Regions from separate parts of the Mus musculus genome. Here regions 1, 3 and 4 are each linked to region 2. A link is a contact called in public HiCAR-type and promoter capture Hi-C data. All regions are on one chromosome and are shown on one strand. The core of a region is the stretch at or near the end of the contact, and the rest is flanking DNA. Distances in the headings are between cores, read along the strand shown.

The links. Promoter capture Hi-C pulls out the DNA fragments that hold promoters and counts their contacts. HiCAR-type assays count read pairs that join an accessible place to other places.
Region 1: a promoter capture Hi-C map of hippocampal neurons shows a contact between it and region 2, with 7 times the contacts expected there. The contact joins the promoter of Mfn2 here to the promoter of Vps13d in region 2. A contact is called at or near these places in 3 of 39 promoter capture datasets (cranial neural crest, hippocampal neurons and liver).
Region 3: a promoter capture Hi-C map of liver shows a contact between it and region 2, with 5 times the contacts expected there. The contact joins the promoter of Plod1 here to the promoter of Vps13d in region 2. A contact is called at or near these places in 3 of 39 promoter capture datasets (frontonasal cranial neural crest, hippocampal neurons and liver).
Region 4: a HiCAR-type map of astrocytes shows a contact between it and region 2, with 7 times the contacts expected there. The contact joins the promoter of Zfp933 here to the promoter of Vps13d in region 2. A contact is called at or near these places in 2 of 39 promoter capture datasets (hippocampal neurons and pre-B cells), 1 of 115 datasets of contacts at active chromatin or transcription factors (astrocytes) and 1 of 9 other capture datasets (adipose tissue).

Annotation. Positions count from the first base shown.
Region 1 is chr4:147,901,950-147,906,158 of GRCm38.p6, forward strand. It overlaps Mfn2 (mitofusin 2), which reads right to left and starts at 2,960. Exons shown (of 19, transcript NM_133201.3): 1 at 2,709-2,960; 2 at 1,406-1,548.
Region 2 is chr4:145,192,191-145,196,541 of GRCm38.p6, forward strand. It overlaps Vps13d (vacuolar protein sorting 13D), which reads right to left and starts at 2,815. Exons shown (of 70, transcript NM_001276465.1): 1 at 2,729-2,815.
Region 3 is chr4:147,935,342-147,939,261 of GRCm38.p6, forward strand. It overlaps Plod1 (procollagen-lysine, 2-oxoglutarate 5-dioxygenase 1), which reads right to left and starts at 1,435. Exons shown (of 19, transcript NM_011122.3): 1 at 1,261-1,435. The coding sequence starts at 1,336.
Region 4 is chr4:147,847,018-147,851,204 of GRCm38.p6, forward strand. Zfp933 (zinc finger protein 933) reads right to left here and starts at 1,401. Exons shown (of 4, transcript NM_198619.3): 1 at 1,261-1,401. The coding sequence starts at 1,263.

The DNA of each region.
Region 1 (4,209 bases), core at 1,710-4,209, 2.7 Mb after region 2:
AAGCAGCATTTCCCAAAGAGTAATCCCTAGAACTCTAGCTGTACCCAATGGTCCATGCGAAAAAAGTTCCTGTGGACATCAGTATGCAAAATACTATATAAAAAATCACTTCTGTGCACACGACTGTGGCAGAGACCTGGGAAGAAAGGAAGACTTAAACATAGTGTCACTGCAACTGCTCTGCATCCAGCTAGTTGTTCAATGAGGACACTTCTTAGGTGGGCCTGATGGGGCACTACTGTATTCCTAGCACTTAGGAGATGGAGGCAGGAGAGTCACTAGTTCAAGGCTGGGTTGCTGCTACCACATCCAACAACCTAAATCCAGTTCTCTGAAACCACATGGTAGAGAGAACAAATTCCCACAAGTTGTGTGACCTCCACATGTGCACTGTGACACACGCACGCACGCACGCACACACAAAATAAATCTGGAAAAAAAAACAAAAAACAAGAAAACAGAGCTTAAGGCCATCCTCAGTTAACCAGGGAGTTCAAGGCCAGCAGGGGTTTCATGTGACCCTGCCTGTCTCAAAAGAGAGGGAACAAGGACTGAGAAGAGACTTCTAACAGGCTTTAAAATTCTAAGGATCAGCCCAGCAGTGGCGGTGCATGCCTTTAATCCCAGTGCGTGAGAGGCAGAAGCAATCAAATCTCTGAGTTCAACCCAGTGAGTTCCAAGACAGCCAGGGATATAGAGAAACCCTGTCTGAAAAAGCCAAAAAATAAAGAGATAAAATTCTAAGGGTCGCAGTTTAGGGAAGTTGCAGGAACACCATAACAGCATTATAAACTTAAGATCAGAAACAAACACAACCCTGAACAAAGACCCAGTACAGCCCTCGAAGCCCATCAGGAGCTTTGCGTTGACCCAGGCTATTAGTGGAGGAGTATTAGGTGTTTGCACAGCAGTAGCAAAAATCAGTGCAAGGTGCCTGGATCTCAGGTGTGGCTCCCTGAATCCACACCACCTCCTTACCCAGTTTATATGCAGCAACTCCTAGCAGAGAAAACAAAACGGGTCCAGAGATCGTCTGTTGTACAACTGGAACAGAGGAGAAGCTGAGAAATTGAAACGAAAGAGTACAGAGGGTAAAGGGCACAGCAGACTCTTGGAGCCATGATAAGAATCCAACCCCTGCCAAGCAGAGACGGAAAGGAGCCAGCACAGGGACAAACAAACAAGGAGGAGAGGGACAGATCCTGGCCATGCTTTGAACTGTCAACCAGTGAAATCCCCGTGGAAGCAGAAAGGAGATACAGCAGCTCCTTCCGACACAAGTTGGAAGCCACGAGCTCTGTGCTCCAGGATCCACTCCGAGAGACTCGCCAGCCGAGAGCCAGCAGAACACACCCTTTTGCTCTTCATCTAGATCCATGGTGGCCAAACCACAGCTCTCACTTACTTTCTAGCTGGTAAGAGACCTTCACAGGTTGGGCATCGTGGACATGGCTGGAGTCAGAAAGATGAAAAGGACTCGAGGTCTCCTCTGTGCTGATTCAGGTCCAGGTTGGCCCCTGATGGTGTTGACTCCACCTGTCCAAGCTTCTGGAAAGGAAAAAGGCAGAGGTCACTGGGCCACCAGGAAAGAAAATGCAAAATATGTTTAATCAGGTGTTAAAGCCAAACTAACTCATCCCTGAGGGAAGCTTACTCATTGCGGTGTTGAGGAAGCAGGTGAGGAAGTGTGTGTGTGGAGGGGGAGGAGACAATAACAATGACAATGAGACAAACACATTAGCCGTGTGCTAATATATTAAGCCATGTGCTAATGCAAGGCACCAAAGAGGTCCTCGCTAAGACACAGCCAGAGAGAGAAGGGAGCTGAATCAGGCCAAGGCCTGGCCTTCAGGACTGGGGAACTGCCAACTAGAAGTGGAAGGGGAGTGGAGAGGAGAGGAAGAAAAATAGACCTGACAAAGGCCAGAGTATCCCTGCTACTGTAAAGTCTCTCCTTCCATTCTCAAGTCTATGGAGCAAACTTGGTCTCTACAGTACTAGGAAGATGTATAGAGCCAAGCAGCCAAGCTAGACACCAAACTACACTAGCTGTGACTCCAAAGCTCACTTGTGTTTTCCTACCTAAGACAAAAAGGGGACAATCAAGAGTCCTTTTCTGACGAAGGGAGAGATGATTGGCAAAGCTAGAAAACAGGATAGAAAAGTACTACAAGAGATGGAGGCCAGTAGTGTTGCCTTTCTCCTTCCAAACAGCTATCTTTTTCAGTATTCACTGTGGCCTTTCAATGTGTTAGGTGCTAGGGTCAGGGACGGATTAAGAATAGCTCCAACCCTCAGAGTCTTAACGGTGCAATGAAAAGGCATATAAGTAAAAAGACTTCCACCGTAAGTGGGGTACAGTGAACCGGGTGCTGAAAAAAAAAAAATGCTGGCAAAAAAAGAAAAGTACTGGATGAAAACCGGGAATGGGTCAGGGACCTTGAATGGAGATCACAGGGCTGAGACATCAGGGTGTGGGGAGCTGCGAGGAGGAGCCCACCTCCCAGCCTTCAGTCCGGTGGCCCGCCCCCTCCTCAGAGCCGAGCAGGGCTTGACGGCGAGGCCGCAGCAGGGGAAACGCCCGTGTGACCCGAGCCTGAGCCCGAGGCCCAGAGGCCCCAGAGGCCCAGCGTCCTAAGCCGGGTGGCTCAGGACTCTCCCGGCCCGGGCCTGCCGGTTCCACCACCCCGGCGCGCTCGCCCTCTCACCTTCACCTTCCCGGCCTCGCGGCGGCCATCACACCCAACACGTCACTAGCCGGCGCCACACCGAGAGAAGCGGGAGGGGAGGGGGCTGCGCTCGTCACTCGCCCCGCTGCAGCCCGGACGAGCCGATGGCCTCTGAACGCTGTCACCTCAACCTTACCACTCCTATACCACAGTGTCTAGGAACTCCGCGCTCCAAAAGGAGCCCCCGCGTGCCTGGTAACCGTCCCGTGTCTCGTGCAGATGACGTAAGCTGTAGGGTGGGGCTCCCAGCGCGTCATGGGAGTTGTAGTTTGGATCAGCGTCCGTCAGGGTGGGGTAGGGCGGAGCCTCGAGCTGTCAAGCAGGGGTTGGAGGGGTGGGAGAACGGGACGGGGGTTGGGGGAGGGGAGAGGGTGGACGGCGGGGAGGGGAGCGGGCAGGACACGACAAGGGTACCGATTAGAGGTTTGCGTGCGCCTTTTTTGTTGTTGCGCCTTTTTTGTTGTTGCTGCTCCAGAATTTGACCCTGTATAACACCTGTCAGTTTTGAAATCCAGACTCGCATTTCATAATCCGAGTGTCTTCAAAGGGAACAAACAGACCGTTAGGGTGAAGTAATTGTCCTTCAGTTGCCTTTGAGGCAACTAAACAGCAGCCACAACGCATCAGGCAGCTACTAGGTGACAGTCATTGCACTGGCTATCTAACATGCAGTTTTTAATTTTCACTCAGTCCCAGGACATTCAGGACATGATTATCCAACCTCACATGCCATTCACTGGCCCCTCATTTTGTTCCAAGAACTGGGATACTGCATTGGACCCCAAGCTGGGAGGGCTCCAAGCCTGGGCTCTGTAGTAACACCCACCAGCCACTTGTAGCTACTGAGACCCTGAAATGCAGCTGCTACAAACTGAGAAATGCCCCAATGTTTAATATAAAAAGAAATGCAAACTACCTTATTAGTAATTTTATATTGATGTGTTGTTATAGCTTTGGATAAACTGGGCTAAATGAAATACATTATCTTAATTAAATCGCCCCCCCCACCCCGTTTCTTCTTACTTCTAAAAGTAGAGCTAATAGTGGCGGTCACAAAAAAGGCTCAGTAGGTATAAATGGCTGCTACCAAGCCTGACAGCTTGAGTTCCATCTCCAGGAACCCACACGGTGGAAGGAAAGAACCTGCTCATAAAATGTTGTCCTCTAACCTCCGTACAAGAGCCAGGGCACGTGTACATCAACCACACACGATAAATGAATATGGTTGGGGCCTAGAGAGATGGCTTTTACAGAGGACCCAACACCTACATGTTAGCTCACATCGGTAACTACAATTCAGGGGATCCAGTGTCCTCTCTGTCTTCCAGGGGGAACCAGGCACACTTCTGATACACTTCCATACATGCAGGCAGCATCCCATACACATTAAATAAAAACAACAAGCCAAGTATTTAAAAGCAGATAATATGGCTAGCTGAATATTTTAACTGTGTCTGTGGCCCATGCGACCTTGCTTTTG
Region 2 (4,351 bases), core at 1,565-4,064:
ACCTGGTAGTTCACAACCATCTGTAGCTCCAGTTTCACAGAATTTGATGCCCTCTTTGTACTCCATAGACACCAGGCACACATGCGGTCCACAGGCATTCATACAGGCAAAACACTCATAATATAAAATAAATTTTAAGAAAAGTTTTGCCTAAAGTTGCATAGATATTTTTACTCTTACAGTTAGGTTGAGGGGCATCCAAATAGCTCAGAGGAAAAAGGCACCTGCTACCAACCTGAGAGCTTGATTTCCATCCCTAGGGCCCACATGCAGGAGAGAAGTGGCTTCAGAAAACTGTCCTCTAACCTCCACTTGCATGCTGTGGTATGGGCACACCGCCCCCAGACCCGAATGCATATATACACACAAAAATAAACATATTTTCTAAGTGAGCATGAGAAAGATTAAGAAAAAAAAAGTTTAAGTGAGAGGCAAGAATGGCGATGCAGGCCTTTATCTCAGTACTGGCAGGCAGAAGCAGGTGGATCTGTGAGTTTAAGGGCAGCCTGGTCTACACAGCAGTTCCAGAACAGCCAGGGGCTATATACCCTGTCTCAAAACAAAAGTTTAGCTGGGTTCTCAGATCACTGGTCTAATGGACTCCAGTAAGGACTCTAAGCTGTAAATCTTGCTCCTAGGCCATCAAGTTGGTCACCAGCCACCACACCAGCCATTCCAGATTTCCTGTGGCATGTGTCCCACTTGGAACCAGACTATTTTCAGGATCATTTCCAAGGACTTTGCCCCATGACTAGTGATTTATCTTACTGCCAGGAGATACACTCACCCCAAGGAAAAAGCTAACAACATAAGACAGACCCAAAACAAAAGCTCCCCTAAAAGTTGACCCAGCCTCAAAGGAAGGCAGATATTTACTTGTCTATGCAAGACATAATTATAATCAGGGACAGTTAAAAAAAAATCAATTAACTCTTCAGGGTGATGATCTACACCTTTAATTCCAGCACAAGGGAAGAAGAGGTAGGCAATCTCTGAATGGAAGGACGATCATCTCATTTACATAGGGGTTCCAGGCCAGCCAGAGCTACAAATTGAGACCCTGTCTCAATAACAATATTAATTTTGCAGAAAATGCACTTTATTGTCTTATTTCTTTCAAAAGAATTGGGGGGGGTAGGTTATGCTCCAGATATAAAGCCAAGAATCTGGGGAGGGGGACTCCTCGGCATTTGCTTTCAAGGTCACAAAAACAATTTTTAAAAATTTTTAATCAAAAATGCTTCACAGTGTAAATAAACGTTTCTCTATTGTCATTTCAACAAGGTAAATCTATTAAAAACACAATGTGAAGCTGACTACCTTGTTTTATTATGTGAGCCTCAAACAGTCCTGGGCACCAAGCCAAGGCTAAAGTAATCTTTATTTTTGTTATTGCCATTAATTTCAGCCCTAAAAGCCAACTCTCCCTAAAATGCCAACTCCAGATGTTTTCCCAGTAAAGAGAAACTACTGTCGGGCTAGCATGGTGTCTCAGAGGTGAAGGAAATCGCTACCAAGACTGAGTTTAAACCCCAGAACCCATATGGTTAAAAAGAGACTACAGACTCCCACAGGTGGTCTTCTGACAGCTGCCCTCCTCCAGCCCCCAATACACATAAAATAAGTGTAAAATAAATTTACTTTTCCAGGAAACTATTGTCGTTTTGTACCCATGCTCTGCCCCTTCCATACTTATTCTCGATGTAGAAGAACACAAAGTACACATTTAAAAGTACACATGAGCTGTTAGCGCCCTACAGATGTTCTTCTGCTCCGTGTGAGGCCCAAGCCAGAAAGCATCCATTAGCTCTACTAAGCATCTAGAGCAGGCTTGAGGCCACTTCAAGGATTCCCTTAAGGAATCTGGTTTCAGGGAGGTCCGCCAGGCTGGCCAGAATCCCAGAGTATTTATATGCTCATCAGGACTTCTAGGCAGCTGCCCGGTAATAACCCCCACCTGGCTTCCCCTATCTGGTGTGGCAGGTGACACTGAGGGATCTGGGTTCAACCCACAGCCTGGGCAGACAGCCGGACATGACCTTGAGCCAGGCCCCACCCGAGAAGAGGCCAGACCGGGGAATAGGAAGCACTGGCATTTGGACCTGGAGAATCCCTGTGCCAGGCAGCTAGGGCTGAGTGCTGAGGGATTCCAGGAGCTCTGCCACAAGGGGACAACTCCAAGTGTGTGTCAGGCCGGGGGCTCCGCAGGAACGCGAAGCTTCCCTGGCCTTTCCATATCTCCGGTCTGCTGTCAGAACCCCAAGCCTGGCAGCAACAGGGGACAGAGCCACCAAGCCTAGAGAAGATGGCTCTCTAGGGGTAAGAGAGGCGAAGAGTGTCCCCTACAAGAAGGAAAAGTTGGGAAGAGAGGGACCCTGGGGACAAACCTAATGTCCCCACCCAGAGGTGACCCCAGAGGGGATGGAGGCACTGAGGGAAGGGACGCCGCCCCACTAGGGGTGTGCTGAAGAGACACTCGCACGTTGGAATCAAGCCTCGGGAGACGTGACACCCAAAATCCAGTGGTGTCTCCAGGCTGCAGAGACCGGTGCCCCGAGCCCGGGCCTGAAGTGCCAGCGACTCTCGGGCTCCGGGGTCCCCGCGAGGGCGCCCGGGCTCCGGGAGAGGCCGGCTGCCGCGGACCCCGAGTCGGGCCGTCGGAGCACAGCCAGGTCGATCGCGTGGCCGCTTTCCTTGAGGTCCTCCGCCTTGACCGCCGCCCCCCTACCTGTCGCTGTAGCTGTAGCTACCGCTGTCGCTGTCGCTGCCGCCCAAGCCCGGTTCTGCGAGGTGCTTCCTCTCCGCCACTCCTCAATGGCGGTGACTAGAGCGCTAGACTCGACCAATCGAGTGGCTACGTACCTGGGCCTGGCCAGCAGAGCACCGAGCCGTCGATGGGGCGCCCCCTAGCGTCCGCAGCCGTTCCTGTAAGGGCGGCGGGTGCCTCCCAGTATGCTGGGGGCTTAATGAGCAACAGCTCAATCAGCCCCGTTTTACAAATGGGTAAACTGAGAGCCGGGACAGTGTAGGAATATAAATCATCCTAGTTCAAACATTATCGTGCCTCCAAAACCGCCCTGCTTTCCATCTGCCTTTTTATCCCACCACCAATAATGACCCCTTGACTGCCACTGAAGTCTGTAATTCAAACCATGCCTTTAGCCCTGCTTAAACCACTCCCCCCACTACACTTGTATTAAAATTCATCTCCTGGGCTGTCAAGATAGCTCAGCTGGAACAGGACCTTGCAACCAAGCCAGATGACCAATTCCCAGCACCCATGTGGTGGAAGGAGCGAACTGATTCACCCAAAGTGTCCTCTGACCTACAGGTGTGCCTGCCCACATATACACACAAAATGAATAAATGCAAATTTTAATTAAAAAAATACCTCCTTCTGAGCATTCAGGAAAGTTAATAGTTGGAAGGCAGCTTGGGCTACATAGTGGGTTCATCCATATCCTGTCTCAAACCCCATCCTCTCGCTTTTCCACCCCCAAAATACACACACAATACTTCTTGAAGGCAGGAACCACTATATAAAGCCAGGCATGGTGGCACACACTTGTAAGCATACACACTGAGCCCAGGGCTCAGGAGGTAGAGAGAGAAAGGAAGATGAGGTGTCTAAGGTCATTCTCAAGATACGTAATGAATTGGGGGCCAATCTGGGCTACTTGAGACTGTCTCAAAAATAAAACAAGTAAAAAATAAAAACCCTCTGTACTGTGCCACACTAAAATTTGTCTGGTCTTATTCCCTTTCTATGGCTTTCTCTGGTTCACTTGACTCACAAAATGCTTCAGTTCCTGCCTCCAGTCCTTTGCATCCGTCATTCTCTCTGCTTAGCATGCTGTTCTCCTAGATCAGTGCGGTCCTACAGAAGTATAATGCCAGCCCCAAATAGACTCATTTGTTACTTGCTATATCAAAAGAGATGAGCCAGTCGGGCGTGGTGGCACACGCCTTTAATCCCAGCACTTGGGAGGCAGAGGCAGGTGGATTTCTGAGTTCAAGGCCAGCCTGGTCTACAAAGTGAGTTCCAGGACAGCCAGGGCTATACAGAGAAACCCTGTCTCGAAAACACAAAAAACAAACAAACAAACAAACAAACAAACAAACAAAAAAAAGAGATGAGCCTGGAAGGTATAGCTCAGTAGTAGAGTCCATGTGTGATGCTGGATTAAGTCCCTAGGACCAATGACAATAAGGTGGGGGGAGAGATAAAGGGAAAATTGCTTAGTAATTTAGTCACTCTGATGAACCAAAATACTCTGATCACAACATATAACCAACAGCAAACAAACCTTGTTTGTGCTGATTTCTGAGATCGAGTCTCTGCATATAGCTC
Region 3 (3,920 bases), core at 185-2,684, 2.7 Mb after region 2:
CGAGCACGCATCAGCAGAAGCAGGAGAAAGTGAAATGGAGAAAAAATGGCTGCCACTGGGCTCCAGGTTCCTGCCACTAGGTGGGCCTTTGCACACATTACCAACTCTGTAGTCGGGACTTATCAGAGTCTCTTATCTATCTTCCTTTGATGCTAGATTAGACCCTACCAAAACAAACAAACAAACAAAAAAACCCCAAAACAACAACAACAACAAACCTAGCTGCTCTGAGCTTGGAGAGAAAATGCCCAGAGCCTTGACTTTAAGGGGACTCAGGGGCTGGTCTTATTTGAGGAATCTCTTGTGATCTCTAGAAATGAGGTCTTGCCACTCTGTGTTGGAGTCTAAAATACCAAGCTTCTCAAAAACTGTGCATCACCAACGCGAAAGGCGTGTGACCCTATGTATAACTGAGCACAGATGGAAGACGGAGCAGGCATGCAAAAACCTGTGGCTCCCAGCACATGGGTTTCAAAGCCAGGTTCTTTTCCTTTCCTTTTTTTTTTTTTTTTTTTTTTCTTCCTTTCTTTCCTTTTTGGTCAGGGTCTCATGTAGTCTAGACTGACTTTAACCCTTCGTGTAGTTGAGGATGACCTTGGACTTCTGATAACCCTGCTTCAACCTCCCTGAGTACTGGGGTTATAAGCATGCACAACTATGTTTAGTTTATGCAGCGCTGGGGACCAAACCCTGGGCTGCATGCGAGCTAGGCAAGTGCTCTTACCAACAGGGCTCACCCACCGGAGCCCTCCACATTCCTACCACCCACCATGTTCAGGCCAACTCCCATGTCTCCAGCAACATGGGTGGAAGAAAACAGGATGCCCTGGAGAATGCGGCTGATTTGGAGCCTCAGTTTGTAAAGCTGGAAAACGGGGTTAACATAAGAAAACACTTCCAGCAAACGTATTTAACTGGTGCTTAACTAGTGAGGCCAGGCTGCAGCAGATCGTGTACGATAAACGGGAGTCTTGCTACTTATTATGGGAATTGTGATCATGGACTCCTCTGAGCGCCAAATGAGGGTAGGGGGCGCGCAAGGGGAGAGTGTACTTCGGCTGTCCCCTCCTCTGCCCGCAGCACAAACCTAGGAATCCCGACCCCATGAGAGGAAGTGATCTACCGGAGTCACCCGCGGGCAAGTGGACAGATGACCGCAACCCAGCTCCCCGGCTCCCCCCCTTCCAGCCCAGGTCGCCTGGACACCCCGGTCCTCGGCGAGACAGACGGCCAGGCACAGCTCCGCCGCCGCGTCCTCACCCTCTAGCTTGGCGTCATCCTTCGCCTGGACCAGAAGAAGCCAGGCCAACGGGGCCAGGAGCAGCAGGGACCGCATAGCGGAGTCTCGGGAACAACCCGCCGGCACTGAGACAGAAGCTGAACTGGAAACTTCGCGACGGGGCCGGCGGGCGCTGCCACGCACTGAGCCCGCCCCGGGGGCGGTGCCGCGCACGCCTCCGCCCGCCTCGGGGAAGGGTTTTCCTGCTTAGGCTTCTAGGTCCTCCAGACTTGGGGCAGGTCGTTGTGCCCCCTGGGTCCCGATGCCGGACCGTCCATGCTCTCCCTCCCCCGCTTCTCTCCAAGTGGGCGAGGAGGGCGAGGCCTTGATGTCTAGAAGAGGAGACTTAATATCATCTGCACCGCGATGGTGGGAATATATATATAAAGTCTAGCCCCAGCTCCCAAAAGAGAATCACTTAATTCAACTTTCCGCTCCCTGGAAGGAAATCAGAAAGTAGTCAAGGAAATTGCAGCGGTTAATTATGGGATGGATGTGTGTGTGTGTGGTGATGGTGGGGGGGGGGTATTAGATGGATGGATAAGTGGGTGTGTAAGTGGGTGAGTGAGTGGATGGTTGGATGGCGGTATAGGTGGATGGATGGGTAAGTGGCTGGCTGGCTGGATAGATGGATGATGGGGGGCCAGATGGATGGATGGGTGAGTGAGTGGATGGATGAATGAGGGCTAAGTGGATGGAGTGAAAATTTTCAGTGCCATTCACAGACAAAGTAAAAGAAGGTCAAAAGTTTCTGGAGCAAGGGTTCCTGGTCCAGATGTGAGCCAAGCACATCTACATTTAGACAAAATCTGTCAAGCCGTAGAAGAGAGCTCAAACAGGGACCCTGGAATCTCAGTCCCACAGATTAGATCCTAGGGCAGGGTTCGGGAGGGCGGGGGAGGAGGGGCTTGACGAAATCAGGGAGTTAGGGAGATTTGGTCTTTCACAAAGGAAACAGGCATCTACAGGATGCTAAGTGGGAAAGGTTTTCTCTTCAGTATGACTCATTGTTAAAGATAGATCCTCTGCCTAGCAGATAGGTCAAAACAAGGTTGGGTGGGGTAGGGTGGGGTCTGCCCAAATCCTAGCACTCAGGAGGTAGAAGAGCTCCATTGTCCAAAGCCAGCCTGAGCTGCACAGCCAGACTCAGTCAGAGAAGGGAGGAAGAAGGTGTCAAAGCGAGCTGGAATCCCAGCACTCAGGAGGCATAGCAGGATCAGGAGTTCAAGACATGCTCAGCCGTAGAGCTAGTGACCATATAGCTTGAGGCTAGTGTGGACTGTGTGAGACCTCAACAACACACACCCACCCCCAACACAGGAAACTTACAGACCAATGTTTGCAATGATTATTTCCAAGTTGTGGAATAAACATGTTCATAACTTATGCAGCGTTTCTAGGTCATATTATTGGGAATCGTTCTTCTTTTCTTGTTTCTCTTTTTCTTGAGAAAGATGTACAATACTTGTACAATTGAAGAACCACGTGTCCTTTCTGGGAAATAAGAACAGGCTGGAAAAATGGGCGTCCACCTCATTGTGCAGAGGTCAACTCACACTCTCACAGATGGTAGAAGAGAGGCCCAGGGCTATCCAGCAGCAAGCTCAAAGTCACAAGACCAACCAGAGGAAGCGACCTCAGCAGAATCTAGAACATTTGCTTCCTAGCAGGGACTTAGAGCCAGGAGCTGCTGCAGCTGGAGACAGGACTTGGCGCCAAGCATCCACCAGCATCCGCCGGGTGTTTTAGACCCAGAAGGTTGAGGACTGAGATCTCCAAACCCTTGGAGGAGGAAGTACAAGTGTAAATGGGGGAAGAACCAGCCAGCCTTGTTGGCTGGCTCGATTTTCAAAGCTCTTCCTCCAAGCTCACAACTGCCTTTCTCGTAAAGCTGTCACTTCTGTTTGCAAAACAAGAAACTAAGGCTCGAAGCAGTATCATCTGCCTGGCATCACACACCTGATGTGGGACCACAGTAAGGAAGCATCAGCCAGCTCCCAGCTAGAACTGCCTACAGCGATATACGCCAGATAGAAAACATTCCTGGGCAGTCATCAGAGTACAAATTAAAAGAGGGATCAGTTTTATAAACTGCCTGACCTTTCAAGAGGAAGAATTCACTCTTGTGAAGCCTGGCCTTACTCTTTTGGAACCTGTTTCCTGTTTGTTTCATCAAATTGCTAGAACTTGAGCCCAATCCAAGCTTCGTGTAGGGTGGCCTGTTTCTTTAAGCAAGAGGTGGTGGCTGCTGCCCAGATGTTGCCTCTAGTATTTCTAGTACGTGCTCCACGTGCAATGGACTGTTAAAGGCACAGGACTCCAATTTAATAGGAAACTGCTGGACAACTTCAGGATGGGAAGTTGTCCACACACAAACATGCATGCGGTTTCCTCCTGTCATCCATTAAAAAGTGGAGCTGGAGAGATGGTTCAGCAGTTAAGAGACTGGCAACTCACACGTGCCTGTAACTCCAGGGATCCCATACCATCTTCTGATTTGGACATACAACAATGTGCACATAGAGGCGTCAGCTCTCTCCTTCTACCACATAGGTCCTAGGTACAGAACTTAGGTCATCACACTTGCTGGCGAATGCTTTTACCTGCTGAGCCATCTTGCCATTAGATTTTTATTTTAACT
Region 4 (4,187 bases), core at 151-2,650, 2.7 Mb after region 2:
CTATTTACCTAGCCTAGTCCTGAAGGTTTCTAGTCTCTGGACAATCCCAGCTTCAGAGATTTACTGCTGAATAAGCTCGCCTTTCCTAGATTTTCCTGAACTCTTGCTGGCTGGTCAACTCAGCTGTTCTGACTCAAAACTCCTCTCCACACTGACTAATTCAAAATCTTTCTCTCTCTCTCTCTCTCTCTCTCTCTCTCTCTCTCTCTCTCCCCACCCCCCCCCATCACATGGAAAGCCTTACTTGAAAAAAAAAAAAAAAAACAGCCCTCAACACTACAGAGTTGTTCCTTTGCAAGAAATTGACAACAGTGTAGTCTTGCTCATGTTGCAATCTCTCTCTCTCTCTCTCTCTCTCTCTCTCTCTCTCTCTCTCTCTCTCTCTCTCTCTCTCTCTCTTGCTCTCTTCTCACTTTCTCTTTTTCTCCTATTCTCTCTGTCCCCTGCCTGCTTTCTCTTTCTCTGCCTCCCTCTCTCACCATGGTAACTTCCTTGACCTCGGTCCTTGGGGCCAGTGAACAAGAGCGGCTTCCCAATAAACTGACATTTAATATAATCCAAGCTGGCTTGAACTGGCTCATTTGAGCAGCAGAGAACAAATAACTTATCAATGGGAATGGCCTAGCAGCTGGTTGTAAATCTGGTTTGTCTCCTTTGTTCTGCTCTTCAGCCATATTTCTGGACAATCCTAGTGAACAAAAATGTGTATCCTAGCATCCTATCTAACAGACATGGTTAGCATAGTACCCATCTGTAGGGTGTTTTAGATGGCATCCTCACTTATCTAAATTCTATGTGGTGTGACTTACCCTCTCCTAAGCACTGCAATTCCTTTACATCATAAATCCTATTCTTCTACATCACAGATTAACATTGTAGTGTTACCCAACACGTGAGACACCTTTTACAACCGCCACAAAATGAACTCCAAATGGACCTTACAACTAAACGTTAAATGCTAAAGGAAAAAAGTTGTAGAAGATACTGTGAGAAACCAGGTCTCTTCGAGTTTGGCATCTTGCCAAGGATGATCCTGCACACAAGTCCTTACTCCAAATGCTTGGCGCAGAAGCAGTCCGGATAGTGACGTTATTCAGAGCCCACTACCGGGTCCAGGGAATGACTAGAACTAAAACAGACCCCACAGGTGGCCACATCTGGCCTCCGCTTACCACCCAGTCCCGAGGAGAACCCACCACACCAGCTCCCCAGGTTCATCCGCCTGCTCCTCCCCGATATGGGCAGTGACCCTGTACTCACCATGTCGAGACTTAGGACCTTGCCTGAGCGTCCCTCAGACCACCCACTACTAACTTCCCCTTCTTCCTCCTGAAATCAAGGTGGAGAGCTTGCATCTGTAATTCTCAAAATTAACCTGGAAGCCTCCTCTGCCCCGGAACTACGTAAGTTCCTGGAATGCTGGGAATTGTAGTTCTTTGGAAATAACAAAGGCTCATGGGAAAGTACGGTGGTCTAGTTGAATATCTAAAAAGAAACCGCTGTAACACGTGACTGAGGCCGTTCGCGCTGGCAAATTCCGGGGGAATTTTACTGACCCAGGTCTGTCTCTTGGTCAGTATTTAATATTTAATAAATGCCTGCTTTAAATTTGGTTCAAAATTGTTGAGTTGGTCTATTTCCAGCAAAAATCAGGATTAGCGTACAGAGGTTCATAGGACGATAACTCTACCCCACAGTCTCTCTTCAATACGTACACTGGAGAGTGAGCTGAGCTGCCGAGGGCACTGAGTGCCCTAGCTCCAGATTTTTACATCTGGCAACCAAAGTAGAATCCTCACAGAAACAAGCAGTCTCTAGTAGAAGCTAAGATAAGCAGTTAGCCAGAGGGGGTTCCAGCACAAACAGGTTGAGATAAGTTAGCAAGGATATCCTGACCTTGGGTTCCTAGAAGTGGAGTTGAGTAATTTTCCTAGAATTCTTGATCAAGGAAATCAAATTCTAGTTAAACCTGAAATGGCCTCAGCGACAATACATGATGGAGGAGTGATGGGGTCTCTGTCCAGCATCAAGAACGAGAAATGAAGGCAGACATGGTTTAGCATAGGTAGAGGGATCGCTTGACCTTGAGGCCAACTTGATCTATAGAGAGAATTCTAGAACAGCCAGGACTGCAGAAAGGAACCTTGTAGTGCCAGCCTGTGGAAGAGTCAAGGCTTGGCCAAAGTGTGAATGACTTTACTGGCTTCCTGTGAAATCATGGTAGTCGCATGGAAGGTTGTACGCTGGACATTATAACTAGGAAATGTCTGCAATGGGGGAGATGTGGAGACCCTCCTCAGCTCTTCCTTCCTGTGCTCTAGCCTGTTCTAAACTCAAGATCGTCCCATAAAAGATAAGCCACTGAGTTCATCCTTGTTGAACATTCCCCAGGCTTTTTGCCTTTGCCTCTCTGTGAACACATGGAGGATGCATCTTCTTACCTTTTTAGGACTCAGAGTTCTGTCCATAGAGAGGAAGAAGGGCTGTGGGTGACCAGGGATTTCCCTGTGGCCAGCACCTGAGGGCTGAGGATGGCTTCCTAGGATGGCTGAAACTGCAATTGTCCCAGGAATCACAAGCTTGGAGAAGGAAAAAGGCTGCCATTCCTCGGGGCAGAAATTAGAATCGGAGAGTTCTGACTGGTCAGTCCTCCTTGCAGGAGAGACTGGGTTGGAAGTGATAGGCTAGTTTAGCAGCATATGATGGTACATGCCTTTAACTCCAGCACTATGAAACAGTGGTAGCAGATCACTCACTCAGGTTGAGGCCAGTCTGGTCCCCAGAACTAATTCTAGAACAACCTGGAACAAATTCTAGGGATACAAAGGGAAAGAAACCCTGGAGAGAGAGAGAGAGGGAGAGGGAGAGGAAGAGAGAGAGAGAGAGAGAGAGAGAGAATATGATGGGCCAGTGATAAACAGGACCACATTTGACAGAACTCACTTGACAGAGCTCACTTTCTACTTTAATGTTAAACCTCATGTCAAGACCCAGAAGATGGAGTAGGAGAGGGGGTGGGGGGGTGCCTCACTGCCCAGCTCAATATCTTTTTTGAAATACTCATTTTTATTTATATGCATACCTCCATGTAAATATATGGTGTGTGGATGTGTGTGTGTGTGTGTGTGTGTGTGTGTGTGTGTGGCCTCTGAGGCTACCTGGACTTACAGGCAATTGTGAACTGCCCAGTGGATGCACTGAGAACCAGATAGATTCAGGTCCTCCGGAAGAGCAAGAAGAGCTCTTTAACTGCTGGGCCATCTCTTCTGCCTCCTCACATCGATATCTTATCTGCAAAATGCCTTTTGCAACGTCTACTGTGTGTGCTATGGAGAAGAGAGATGAGCATGGCTTGAACTGTACCCCCCACATGTGTGTCCAAGGTCTAAACTCCCCAGCACATGGCTGTATCTGGAGGCCAAGCCTTTAGGAAGTAAGCAGGTTAAGATCAGGCCCTACTCAAATAAGGTTGCTATTCTATTAAACAAGAGACTTCAGCGAGGTCCAAGCATAACGAGATTATGAGGAAACCTGTGAGAGAGTGGCTATCTAGAAAAGAAGGAAGAGACCTTCAGAAGCCAGACCACCAGTGCTTGACATCAGCCCCCAGAACTAGGAGTGGTTAGATTTCTGTTGGGTAAACATAGCAGTCTCTGGTGTTGGGCCATAGCCCAGGCAGGCCAATGGAAGCTACTCCAGGCTCACTGTCCCTGGTCTGAACTGCTTGAGATTAGATCTACTTTAGATTTCAGAATTTTTTTAAAAAGTTTTTTCTTATTCACTTTACATCCTGCTCATTTCCCCCCTCCTGGTAACCCCCTCCCACAATTATTGCCCCCCTTCCCCTTCCCTCTGAGCAGATGGGGTCACCCTGGGTATGCCCCCAACCTTGGTACTTCAAATCTCTGCACTTCCACTCCCGCCAAGTCCAGGCAAGGCAGCCCTGCTCTGAGCAACAGCTTTTGGGATAGCCCCACCCCCAACCCCTGTCCTGTTCAGTTGTTCACAACCCACATGAAGGTCAAGCTGCATATCTGCTATATATGAGCATGGAGGCCTAGTTCCAACCCATGTATGTTCTTCAGTTGATGGTTCATTCTCTGAGAGCCCCACGTGTCCATATTAGTTGATATTGTTAGTATTTCTGTGGCCTTCCTATTCCCTTAGGGGCTGTAATTCTTCCTCCT